Linked DNA regions of Xenopus tropicalis: region 1 is linked to region 2. A link is a contact called in public Hi-C data. All regions are on one chromosome and are shown on one strand. The core of a region is the stretch at or near the end of the contact, and the rest is flanking DNA. Distances in the headings are between cores, read along the strand shown.

Evidence for each region. A called contact is a pair of places that touch in the nucleus more often than the background predicts.
Region 1: a contact with region 2 is called in a Hi-C map of neurula embryo, with 1.8 times the contacts expected there. The contact joins two enhancer-like sites. A contact is called at or near these places in 3 of 5 Hi-C or Micro-C datasets (brain, gastrula embryo and neurula embryo).

Annotation. Positions count from the first base shown.
Region 1 is chr2:57,324,651-57,331,295 of UCB_Xtro_10.0, forward strand. It overlaps a transcript of bcor not described here. Among named protein-coding and RNA genes, the nearest start is that of bcor, 47 kb to the right of the region's middle. Within about 2 kb of position 3,176, at least 3 of the 11 cell types and tissues checked have an H3K27ac peak or open chromatin away from gene starts, as enhancers often do. A contact at or near this core is called in neurula embryo, where this site is marked.
Region 2 is chr2:57,186,679-57,193,300 of UCB_Xtro_10.0, forward strand. No RefSeq gene overlaps it. Among named protein-coding and RNA genes, the nearest start is that of bcor, 190 kb to the right of the region's middle. Within about 2 kb of position 1,588, at least 3 of the 11 cell types and tissues checked have an H3K27ac peak or open chromatin away from gene starts, as enhancers often do. A contact at or near this core is called in neurula embryo, where this site is marked.

The DNA of each region.
Region 1 (6,645 bases), core at 1,926-4,425, 140 kb after region 2:
GTCAGATCTGTGTTTCCCCATCCCCCTAATGGATTTGGGAGCCCTGTGATTAGACATGCGCGGGGGAGGCCGCTAGGAGAGAGATCCTGACAGCATGAAATATAATTTGTGATCTGGAAGACAGTTTCCAGGATAATCTCATTACGCTCCACAGACTCCCGGTGTTATTCTGTAGAAGGCGGACAATGATCAATTTACATTGACCTGAGGCCGGCCGAGCTTTTAGATGGTAATTGCCACATTGATTTGCATTGCAAAAGGAGGGGGTGCCTGCCAAAATTTAAGACAGAAGCCAAAAGGAATGGTAAGGTTTGGCCATAGGTGCGAGAGTAAGTATCAGGAACGGCTGGCTTCACGGCCAGGAAATCGCTGCTGAATCTGTCCCTATCGATCTGTATAGCAGCCCGTAGTGGCACTGGGTGCCAGTATTCTATGTAGGGGGCAGGTAGGGTTGCTCTGTTTAGTAGTGTTACTTGCTAATCGACGCTTATATTTTGCATGATGGTAATATATGCACAGACATAGATACAAACTTAATAGGGTGTCAGGGAAATTACAAATGCATATATTATTTTAATTAACATGGTTGCGCTGGTTAGAATTTCCTCTCGTTATACCTCTTTCTCGCTCTATTACACCCTCCTTCCGAACAAGGAACGAAACAGTTGGAAAACGCCTTGACTAAGCAGATGATTAGAACCTTTAATGAGTACATGTCAGGACTGTGGCCCACTCGTGATCCGGCGAACCCCTTTTGGGACAAATGAGGCGCTAGGACAGAGCTCTTTGTTCCTCTAGTAACTTTATAGAAGAAAGAACTCAATCCTGGATGTACAAAAGGGGAAGCAATGCTGGCATTGCCTCTGTGTCTGTTAAGGGAAATGATCATCATTGTCCTAGTTCTGTAATGTTGTTGCATTGCACATTGCCATGTTTTTAGAAGTCGGAAGCAGCTGTTCAAGCGCTGTATGTTTTGTCCTATAACCAGGTCAGGCAGGCTGTAAAGGAGGAAAGCCAGCGATGTAACCTTACGTTTCCTCTGGCGGGCATCACAAAGTGCACGGCCATGGGATTTACATAGATATACATTTAATACTCGGCTGCCAGGCCGCCAAGCCCCCAAGCCAACGTTCACAAGTAGCTGTTCTGAACGCGTTCTAATTGCTTTAATGGTTTCGTCAGCGAATCCCATCTGTATGTCTGCATACAGCTAATTTATGGTGGTTTTAGATGAAGTACGATCTAGATAACTCACACTGCCCTGTGGCACACTAATAGCACACTGGGCGTTGCTATCATTTAAGAACGCCACCTAAAACCTATAAATCAGCAGTAAGCCAGCACTAGAAATGTCGCTAAATTCCTACACAGTGTAGCGCCATAATCCGTCCCAAATCTGCCCATTTGTTGCTAATCACTGCTAGCATAAAGACCTTGCGATCATCTCCATAGAGATAATAATATAAAGGACATATTGGTGTTTCGGACAGGAAACCCATTCAGTGGATCTAAAATGATTAATGTGTCCTAAACATCAGTGCTGGAAATTTGGATTAAGAGTTTCTTTGAAATGGCACAGTTGTGTGAGGAATCACTAAGACATGTTGCCCTATGTGAAACTATTTACTTGCATATAAAATGAAATATACATATTTTAAAATAAATGAAAAACTATATTATTACTTTAGACTTTAGTGCCATTACCCTTAGGTTTTGTTAAACTAGCACTACAGCTTCCACTAAGAGCTAAAGTGTATCAGGGCATATTGGGACATGTGTTCAGTTGTAGATGGAGAGCTGCCTGTTGGATTATATATAATTATGCCCCACATTGAGAGATTAGCTCTGCCAATAAAGACAAACACTGAAGTATAAGATTACATGGTAACGACTTTCATGGCACCAAAAAAGTTGGCAACAACTTTACTCATAGACGAGCCCTGGTTATTTTTCTCATAGGGATTTGAGTATGGAAGGCGCTGAGCTATTTGTTAGACGGTAGTTAAGGGTGAAGACACACTGGGTTACTAGTAGCAGCTACTTTTTCAAGGCTACTAAATGCCAAAAAATACACTGCCATAGACGATACTGAGATTTGCTTTAGCTAAAACACAGGTTGAGACAATTATCTGTAAGTTATCAGCATTGTCTATTTTAGTAGCCATGACAAGTAGCTGCTACTACTAGCTCTGTGTGCCTTCACCCTAAGGAATTGCATTGGAGTTGTTTGCCTGCAGTAGCTGGAGAGCCACAGGTTGGGAATAATAAGTGAGGAGATATTCATGCAAACCCAGTGTTGGACTGGGATGGCAGGGGCCCACCAGAAAACCCTGGACCATGGGCTCACTCTCAAAACTTTAATTCCTCTTCTACTCCCTCAAACTCTTTATTATAGTAGTCTCTTTTTCTCTACATACTCTATTCTTCCATCTATCAAGCTTCCCTGTTCCCATGCAGAAATAGGGAATAACCATGAAATAGGCTAAAGGAAGAGGGTCCACTGACACCTGGGCCCACCGGAAGTTTTCCTGGTATCCTGGTGGGCCAGTCCGACACTGTGGTAACTGAAGAATCGCGGACATAGTGTCCTGGGTCTGGCGATTTAGCACATTCTGGCTCCACACAAGGTCGTATAGCACTAAGCTCTGTTATGGACAGAAATCAATCATGCACTGAGAGGGGTGCCAGTGTGAACAATGATCAAGGGCTCAGTAAAAATATTACCTCCCCCAGGGAGGGAATATGGAGGTTGGTTGGGTAATAAGATAAGGCAAGGCATAACAACTGTTGAGAAGAAAGGCTTAATACATTGGCAACCGATAGAGGCGACTAGATTAGGCCGATATAGCACAACATGATTTGACTGGACAGGGTGTGGGCAGTTTACTTATGAGTGGAGGCAAGTTGTCGGGGGATTATGGTTGTGGAGATGAGCTAAGCTGGTTTACTGGTGAGGAAAGAAAGGCATGGGCATGGAGGCAAAAGAAGTAAGAGACATGGTACAGTATAAGCATAGGATGCCGACTACGCACTGAGACGGGCTATGGTAAAACCTTGGTTGGGATCAGATTACATCTTGAGCATCCGCGGGAGAATTAACATTTGATTGAAGTTACACTTGGTAGTGACTTCCCTGGGGACGGCAGCTTTGGAAATACTAGAGCTCTCTCTTTCCCTCCCCCAAAAGGCTTTGTGCTGTGCGAGGCACGGATCGCTGAGCCACACAGGAATGCCTTGCTGTCTGTGCTGACAGTGTTTTGTTAGCTTTCCCCATGCAGCCTGAATTATGGCTCCCCTTTCAAAACAAACTGCAGGAGGCTAGAAATCTTGGGATTGGAAGGGTTATTGCGCCAGCCAATAGAGGCCCTTTAACACGCCACTGATAAGAGCCCAGTATTATAATTCTGGGGAGACGCACGCCTAGCTGTTTTTGTTCATTGTATACAGAATTAGCCGGGGCTTTGCTTATTAATTTGGGGGTGGGGGTTAGGCTACCTAGCTCTGTGCTGTGCTGTGCAATTTGCAAATATAAGCCTTGTTTGGGGATGGAGAGTACTGCACATACAGACATAGAGCAAAGAAACACATTCATATTTTATGGATCACAGATAAGGAGGGCTGATATATGGAACCTATAAATGTGAAGAAATTGTATTATTTTTTATATTTACTGGTAGCTTAGAAGGGACTTGCATCCTATTGCAGTACTGGATATCAAACCATTAAACTGTTATGTAAAAAAAAATATTGTATGGGCTGAGAGCTCCTCTGACTGGTAGATCTTGCATCCTTATGGTATATATTTGCTCTTGATTCCATTGGCACTACATGCAAGCTAATGTTACCCATATATAATTTCCATAGTTAAAGGGTAGCTTATTAGCCTTAGAAGCTTTGAGGATCCACTGGGCATTAAGATGGGGTGATTTATTATATTTAAGCAAGGAGGGCCCACATTGCCTTGTCCTGGGGCCTTCTAGTTTCTATCCCTTATTAATGTTTCTCTATGCTACTAACCTGATTTCAGTGTTAATAGCTGTAGGAAAGCATAGATAAACCATAAAATGATAGCAGTATTGCACCAGTGTTTAACATTTAGGAAAAGGGCATGTTGCTGTCACATACACTAAGCATTGCGTTTACAGTATTAATTCTGTTTTTTAGCTGCTGTATATTACTGGGACCAATCGGCCAATAACAGGTATAGGTTTTAGGTTAGGCAGCAATGATGCAGTGTTATGATGTCATTTTACTTTGCTCTACCCAGTATTACACACAATACCTCTGGTTTGGAACAGGTTAAAATTTGTGTACATAAATTCTTAAACTTTATTTGGTGCTTCAGGGTCAATTGTAATTAAAATTAAGATGAAGGGCTTGCACTGAGCACTTCACAAAGTCTTAAAACCCTAATGCTCAAACCATATCTGAGGAAAAACTGCTGATAAGCCTGGAATCAGCCCTCTCACTGCTGTAATAGGAGTGCTCACTGCATCTCAATCACTTCCTATGTATCATGTCTTCTGCCAGCTCTGACATAGCGATGGTGACATCAAGATTGTCACTATGGCCTGCTCTATAGAATTGATGGAAGGTGTCCCACTCTATTTAAGACAGACAGGAAAATAAATCTACCCTTATAGAAAAGATACTGGGCATACTTAAAGCTGTGTTAATTGCCTCTGGAGCCTTTGGGGTTCTGAGAATGCTCGAAGTTGTAATTCAGTACACTATGGGGCTGATTTACTAACCCACGAATCCGACCCGAATTGGAAAAGTTCCGACTTGAAAACGAACATTTTGCGACTTTTTCGTATGTTTTGCGATTTTTTCGGATTCTGTACGAATTTTTCGCGTAAGTTTTAACGCTACGAAAAATGCACAACTTTTTACGCAACTTTCGTAATGGATAGGAAAACTCGCGTTTTTACGCAAAAATCGTATTGGTAACGAAAAATTCGTAAAGAATCCGAAAAAATCGCAAAATACCGATCATTACGAAAAAAACGCAATCGGACTCCATTCGACCCGTTCGTGGGTAAGTAAATCAGCCCCTATATGTGAAATAGTCTGACAGTGCTCCATTTCCTTTTTATGTATTTAATATATCTGGTTCCTGTATAAACAAGTACACACATACGTAAAGGTGGCCACGATCGTTCCCACCCTCCACAAACGTTCAGAAACAATAGGAATTCTACCTCTTTCTGACGATGTAGCCCTAAACGTAGATTTTGCTCGGGCGCCCAATCAAAATCCTTTAACCTGGGTGATTGACGAGTCGACTGATAAATTTATGCACTCGGGGTAGGCCGTCGGGTGGGGGGCCTTGCAAGGGGGGTTAGGGGACACCTGCAGGGCCCTTGGGGCGGGAGCCCCGGTGGGCCCTTCAACCCCCAGTCCGACCCTAAATAGAGAAGTGGATCAACTACTATATGCTTCTGTGTGTAGCTTTACTGCACAGCATCAGCCTTAGTCCAGCTACACAGAACAGACATTGGACGGAAAATGCATTCTTTCGCATTTTTTTCGGGCTGATTTCTGCTCTGTGTAGCTGCACTCAGACTAACGCTATGCTGTCAGTCTAGCTACACACAAGAGTTTAGAGGAGGTGATTCACTTCTTTCCACCTGCCTAGAAAACTCACAAGGAGAGAAGCGAACCGTACACCCAGTGTGCCCTCATGTTTTGCTGCTTGGGTATTCAGAGATAGATAGGGATACATAAGTTCAGTATGATTAAACACTAGACTTAAATCATTGCCCTGTCACAATGGCTTAGGACAATGTTGAGCAACCTTCTGCATGCTTGAGGGACATATTTTATTATAATTATGGTATCTTATAAAAAAGGCTTAGGGGCAGAAAATGTGAGATTACAAAAATATTCACCCACTAATGCATATTTGTTAATGATAAATATGCTTCTAAAAATCCAATAGCAATGAATTGAAAGTGCGTTAATTTTTTTTTAGTGAGCTCTTATCTCCGTTTCATAAATCTGTCTTAGGGCTCTGGCACACGGGGGAGATTAGTCGCCCGCGATTTAACTCCCTGTTCGCGGGCGACTAATCTCCCCGAGTTGCCTACCCCTGCCATCCCACCGGCGAACATGTAAGTCGCCGGCGGGATGGCAGACGCGGCGGCGCGATTTTGCGCAAATTGCCGAAAAAGACTCGCGAGTCTTTTTCGGCGATTCCCTGAAATTGCCCCACCGCGTCTGCCATCCCGCCGGCGACTTACATGTTCGCCGGTGGGATGGCAGGGGTAGGCAACTCGGGGAGATTAGTCGCCCGCGAACAGGGAGTTTTATCGCGGGCGACTAATCTCCCCCGTGTGCCAGAGCCCTTAGAGATTTTGAGCACCCTGTGGCCAGATAAATACCTAAATGACCAAATGCAGGTGTCCATTTGTGAGACATTCCTAACCAATCAGCCTACAAAAACCAAAGAGCTGTCTGTTTCTTGATTTTTCTTGATGCATTTATTTACTACTTAAATAACCTTCTTTTTAAAAAAACTTTGCTGGTACTGCACGGTGGTTCCATGCCCTACTGCATGCTTTTCCAGGCTGTACAGGAGAGCTTTCACTTATAGGGTGCCAGACAATCAGCAGGGAATAACAAGAGACAGCAGTTTATCTTCTG
Region 2 (6,622 bases), core at 338-2,837:
CGGAGACATTTGGAGTCTCTTGACAGAAAGACGTAGGTCTGTACTGGTTAAACCTCCCTCATTTAATGAGAGCACCTGCAACACGCTGCCTCATATCGTCTTTCATGTCTCCGAACGTTCAATATTGTTATACTGCTTTGCCCTTAGAAGACAGATCTGCTCCTGTGGGTGCTCGTAAGGTGCTAATTATGCTTTTTGCTTTAACAATCGAGCATCATATGGCTCAGCTATTTATGCATTCCTTATCCGCTCTAGTCTCATGCGGTTTATAGGCAGCAGCTTTCCAGAGATCTGAGCAGAATTATAGGATTTGCCTATCTAGATCTCAGCGAGAGAATCGCCATAGCGTGCTTCTCTCCGCTTATTAATTAATTATTGAAGGCACGGACAACATCTAAAATAATTAGAGCAACACATCTAGCCACTTTTAAATAATTACGTCAAGTGAGGGAGGTGGATGTAGCCGCTTCAAGCACCACAGACTGCTGGCTGGCCGCAAGGCCCTACTTTGCCCATAGAGAAAACTAGAGTTCCTCTGCCCTCAGTCACACATCTATTACGCTATCGTGCATTCTGTCTGTTTCATTACACAAAGCGGCGCTCTTTAACATCGGCGCATTCCATTTATTGCAGTGACGGCAAGGGTTAAGCCCCGTAAAGTGAAATGCGCTGATCGGAGGAAGAAAAAATACCGTGTGGGTTGAAAAGGACGTGTTAAATACGTGGAGTGACGGCAATAAAGGGAACAAGGGAGAGAAGGGAATATAAATGAGAGAACGAAGACACAATAACGGAGGCTGGGGTTGAGCTGGCCTTGCTCAAAGCGCAAATAGCGCTAACATTACCAACCACAAACGTACAATGCCATTACTGTGCCTTTTAATCCCATACAATAGGCTGTTAATTAATGTGAATCTATTGATGTCACGTACAAAGATAGATTATAAAGCAGTGAATGCTTTATGTTGCCATAGCTTTTGTGATTCTCTTCTTTGGGAAAAATAAATGCTGATAGACCCATTTACAATACAGCACTGCATTTATAGGCAATATACACAGAATACTCAATCCCACGTTTACATAGAGGTGTCCCTGATAATTCAGCAGTAATGAGCAGTTGCATAAATTAGTGAGATATACAGTAAAGTCCTCCAAGTTGCAACTGCAGCCATGCTGAGCGGCAGATGCATGTCCCCTTTGAAGGGAATTTGTGAGTTAATACCTCCACTATATTTTACATAATGGATATCTATAACATAAAAAAGGCAGAACCAGATTGTTATACATTGGGCCTGGCAGAGAGATCTAGCAATCACTTCATACTTTAACGCCTGCCAGCAAGGTGAAAGGGTTAACAGACAGCAGACGTGCAGCACATATAAATATTTGCAGCGAGGATCCGCTCTCACACTATCGATTCTCTCAGAGCGGAGATTTCAGATCATTGACAGGGTGGTCCAAAGGAAGTCTGTAGGGGCCACTGATGCGTGCAAGAAATTGACAAGACTGATGTCTGCGTTGGGGGAGGGGTGACATGTGTAAGCGGGTTAATGTGCTAAGAAAAAAAGGGGAGGGGGATGCCTCACAGGATGGAGAGTTGATGGACACAGTTGATCTGGTCTTTCGCTGTGTAAGGGTTGTGAGGCTCTCTGGCTGCCCATAATCAAGCGCCCAAGGCGATTAATAGCGAGTAATGAGAAACCCCTCTCCCCTCCCCCTCCTGGCGCTCACGTCTGCTACTTCCACATTACAAGGCTGCGAGGAATCTCAAGTTCCCACTTCTCGGATCACCTATTGTGAAATGGCGTGCATGATCACAGCTCGCTAAGATTCTCAGAGCATCACCCAATATGCTAGGCTGTCACACATGCAGCGCTTCATCTGTTAGAAACCACCACTCCCAGCATCCTCAGCCAGATGCTAGGAGTTCCAGCTCACAACAGCTGTGGGGGCACTTGTTTAGCATACCTGCAGCAATAAATATTTTTGTTACTGTTAGTTAATTTCTATTATAGAATATTTATAAAGGGGCTGTATATAAAAGATAGCAAGGCATACAGAACATCCAGAAGATGGGGAGCTCTCTTCGCTTAAGAACTTACAATCTAGAATGCAAGCTGCTAAAAATAGCACCGTAATCCATTTGCTCTCCTCATTCTCTTTCATTATCCACATTCAGCCGCTGCTGCACCATTTATCCCAGATAGAGTAATTTCCTCTTCTGGCTATTTTTAACCTCTGCCTGCTCTGTTTCCCCTTACAAAAATATTCAAGCACTGTGTTTACAGACAGAGAAATTACACAAGAGAACGAAAAAGTGAGTTTGGCGTTATTCAGCTCTGTGGTCTTCATATTGGAGGTCTCCATTTGTTTCTGAATTACAACAGCTGCCATTGGGATTTTGGTAGCTGGAGAGCCCCCAGGTGAAAGATAACATATTAGCCCCCATATGTAATAAAATGTGCTAAGTTTGCCCAAGAGTAGTAACCAAAAACAACCAATAAGATGTTTGCTTTCAAACAGGTGACCGGTACATTCTGCCTGCTGATTGGTTGCTATGGGTTACTGCTCCTGGGCAAACTTAGTGCCTTGCATTACATAATACTACTACTTATTTGTGGGTGAATGTTGGAAATAAATGGGCTCATATTTCTTCTGCATTTGTCAGCTAAAGAGAATGTAAGTGGAATCTAGACTTGTATGAGAGTGGAGTTTTAGACAGGGAGGGCAGGAGAGAATGATGAATTGACAGAAATTAGTTTAGTTAATGAGATATTATTAGATAATGAGACACTAATGCAGGCAGGTATGTAGGGCCCAGTAAAGTTTTGGGTGCATAAAGCTCAGCATGCAGCACCAAAACTCCCCCCCCCCCACCACCCCTTTCTCATCATCCTTCCCAGGTCCTAGTATAGCATTAGGTTTGTGAATACCTTCTATTTTTAAAAAAACTTGTTATTGCATTTCTTGCATAAGGAAGAACTTAATGGATGTTTCATTCAGTCACAAGAAAATGACATCTTCTAGCATATGCCTTGCAGGCTGTAGAGTCTCAAGGCAGATGTTCACAATGGCAATGCAATTGTTACAATGCTCTTGGCAAGGATAGGTACTAGGATAGGGTTATCACTTAAAGGCATTCCCAGAATGTCATCAGTTATGTACCGATAACCCTTCGGTCTGCTTGCTGGAAATGCTGGTATTTTAAGGACATGATTAATGATGATCTACTTGCAAGCCATTTCACTGAGCAATGATTCAGTCTGAGCTCCGAAACAAACAGATTAGTAGATCTTTCCTGATCCTCCATCTCTTGTTTACTGGCACTCTAGGACAGTTGTTTTCAAGACTTTATAGGTTCAAGCCCCTCATCTTGTTCAGCATTTCATAAGACCCTTGGTAGCTCAGAACAATGTTACAGTTAAATGACTACCTTGCCATAATGGTCTCCCTGTTATAGTTCTAGATATAGCCACAGCAAATAACCCATCACCATGCCCTTACCTCTTTTGGGTAATTTGTGAGAGGGGCAGACTGACACCTTGGCTAAGGGTAACAGATTTTCAGAGTAAAATCTGGGGACACCTTTAAAAGTCTGGTGCAAATTGTGTAAATTTTTACTTAGGTCACATCTACTTTTTGACCAGTCTCCCCCTGAGCAAGCCCACTCAAAGTCACAGCCACAATGTGCGCAGTGCTTTACTAGCCAATGCAAAATAAGCTCCCCTACAGCAGGTATGGTTGTGGGTGTGCCAAAAAAAAGCCACAAAGTTAATTTACTATAATTCCATGCTGACGTGCAACAGCACTAAGGGCCGCAATAGAGCACTTCTAGAGTCTGACTGCACTCTGCACATTGAGGCAGATAAAAGAGCACAGTTGATGGGTGCAGGCCAGCCCTGTCCTTCCCACCTGCACCACGGGGCCCCATTGTGGCGTGTGATTTCTGCAGGTCTGAGGGGGGGGACCTAAACACCCCCCAACTTTTCTTTAACTGCAATTTATTCTTGTTTGTGCTGAACCAACTGTCTTTAATGTACTGGGATGGTGATGGTGTGCAATGTGAAGCCACAGCACAAAAAAGCTCAATGTACATTGGTGATTATGCAGCATTCTTGATAAATGTTTAGCCTCCACACAAAAATTCTGAATACACATTTAAGTCTGATTAATGTTTTGGGGTGTTGGTTGTGGTTGTATTTACTCCTAGTCAGCTGCTCAGTAAAACCATAGGCAAACCTAAAGATTTATTGAACAAAAATAAAAAGTCTTATATCCCTAAATCCCACCTTCTCATTTACTTAGCCTGAAAAGAAATGGCGTGGTATGTGGTATAGTTTACAAAATTACGTGTGAAAAATTTAGAAGGGCAAATTGCACTTGACAAAATGCAAGGGGAATTTCACACTAATTATGTTACTTTTGCTTCTGGTGCCCTTTTCTTTCAGCCAGTAAACATTCTCCCCACCCTAATATGTCAACCAGCCTGTTCTGCAAAATTGGCACATCTTCATCCTGGCCTGAGGAAATGTATCCAGAAAGACTGATTGGAATATCTTTTCCATTGTACAATTCAGACTTTGCTGTTCTATAATAGCTTGGATTATTCAATCACAAGCCTGCTCCTCTTCGCAATCCCACTGACATTTAGGCTGCTCATAAAAAGCATGATTGCAGCCATGGATAATGGTCAAAATGTGCCACATTGTGGCTCTTAAGGGGTGAAGGGTTAAGTCTGGCTAATGAGGCCCCAGTATGGCTCCACAATGGTCTCCTTTATAACCTTTGTTTCTTCAGCATGCTGATTTTTTTTTTCAGACCCATGTTTTATATCAAGCAGTCGTAGATTTGCCTAATGCTTTCAGTGAGGAGGAAGAAAAGGGCATTTTAACTCAGGCTAAATGAGACAGACGTGTAGATGCACCGCAGCTGATCAACATAGGCTAGGGCGACAAGCAGATTGTAAAGCTCAGCCATACAGCAACCTCCTTCATTATGTTAATGCCTGTTTTGTAAATCATTATGATTGCAGGAAGCCTAACAAGATATCGTAGCTAAATATGACGTATGCCTCAGGATTGAATTAACCATCAAATGATTTTCTTAGACCGATTCTGCTGTATGACAAATCCTTTTATATTATCCCTTCAGCAAACAATTTACATAATGCAACAAATATTAAAGTATTGGGTCCTAACCGACATACAAAATTCAAGTGTTTCTTACGGGATAAACAGCATAATTACATTTTCTTAAATGTTTTATTGGAAAAGTAAAAAAAAAAGACAAAATGTGGCCCACAGTAAAAAAATGTTTTTTCATAATGAGTAGAACTGACCCTGTTTTGACATTGATGCATGCTGCTAGGATTATACTTATTGCCGAGTGCTTGAATTTTGTATTAAATGTACCTTGTAGAAAGAGAGACACCTAAGTAAAAATATTTATGTTAGAGGCGTAACTACAGGGCACGGGGCCCAACATGCACTGCACCCCTCCCAGGCCACTGCCACACTCCCAGCCCACCCAATTCCATCACTCACTCCCTGTCACTTACTCTAAAGGAATCAGACCCAGCTGTCCTGCCCCACTGTGACCACTGTGGGGTCTGCTTCCGCTATAGAGTGAGCCATTTTGGGCAGAAGAATAGCTGGTGAATATATAACCAAAAGAGCAGGGCCGCTCCTGCCACATGGGGCAAGGTTACCAGGTTACCAGGGGTGGTAACTTAAGAGACAAATTTTGTTTCTACTATAGTGGAAAGTGCAGATAATGACTAATTCACTCCAATTTAAAAGAGGGGGACACATGAGGACTCCTCAGGTGGCAGCAGCCCTTGGAGAGTACCTCCCTATGTTTATTGGGGGTAACCCCATTGAATGCTCCTGGCTTGTGTATTATTCACATAACAGGCACAACGTGCTATGGAGTCCTCAACATATATGGCAATTAAAAATCTGCTTTGTACCCAAATGCACTGCACTCTGTAACTTGTGGCAGATTTTAAACTACAAATCAAATGGCAGAAGCCATTGTACCAGCTGGTAAGTGCAAGGGACATATTGTTGTGCACCTTGGTTGTCTTGCACTTGCATCTAGGTCAGTGGTAAATTTGTTTATTCTATTGCAGAGGCTGCTATTGCATATTCTTTACTAGTGTCCGTCTCTGCTCTCTGCAATGCAAAGAGGCTGTCAGGGGGTATGGGGGGTGGGGGTTGCATTGGGACTGCTGCTTCAGATGATTGCAGTCCCTGGAGAGCTCCTGCAAAAGATACCTAGTTTTCTAAGTGATATGCGGGGAGCAAAAAAACACACAGTAAGTATAGAGCTGCCAGATTTTTAGACTGCAGACAGCGGTTTCTTCTAAAATAGTACACTTTTTTGTTGTTTTCTAACTTAAAGGGGCAGTTTACCTTGAAATCAGTTTTAGTATGGTAATGATAGCAGTATTTTAAAGAAAATCTGAAACTGGTCTTTTTTTTTGTTCTTCTGGTTTTTTAATCTTTTTAATTTATAGTAGTATGATGACCTAGTTGCAGTGCTGGGTCATCAATTTGATTCCAAGCAGGACAAGGTTTTTTTCTGAATCCTATGGTACTCCTGTTTTCTTCCATAGTCAAGC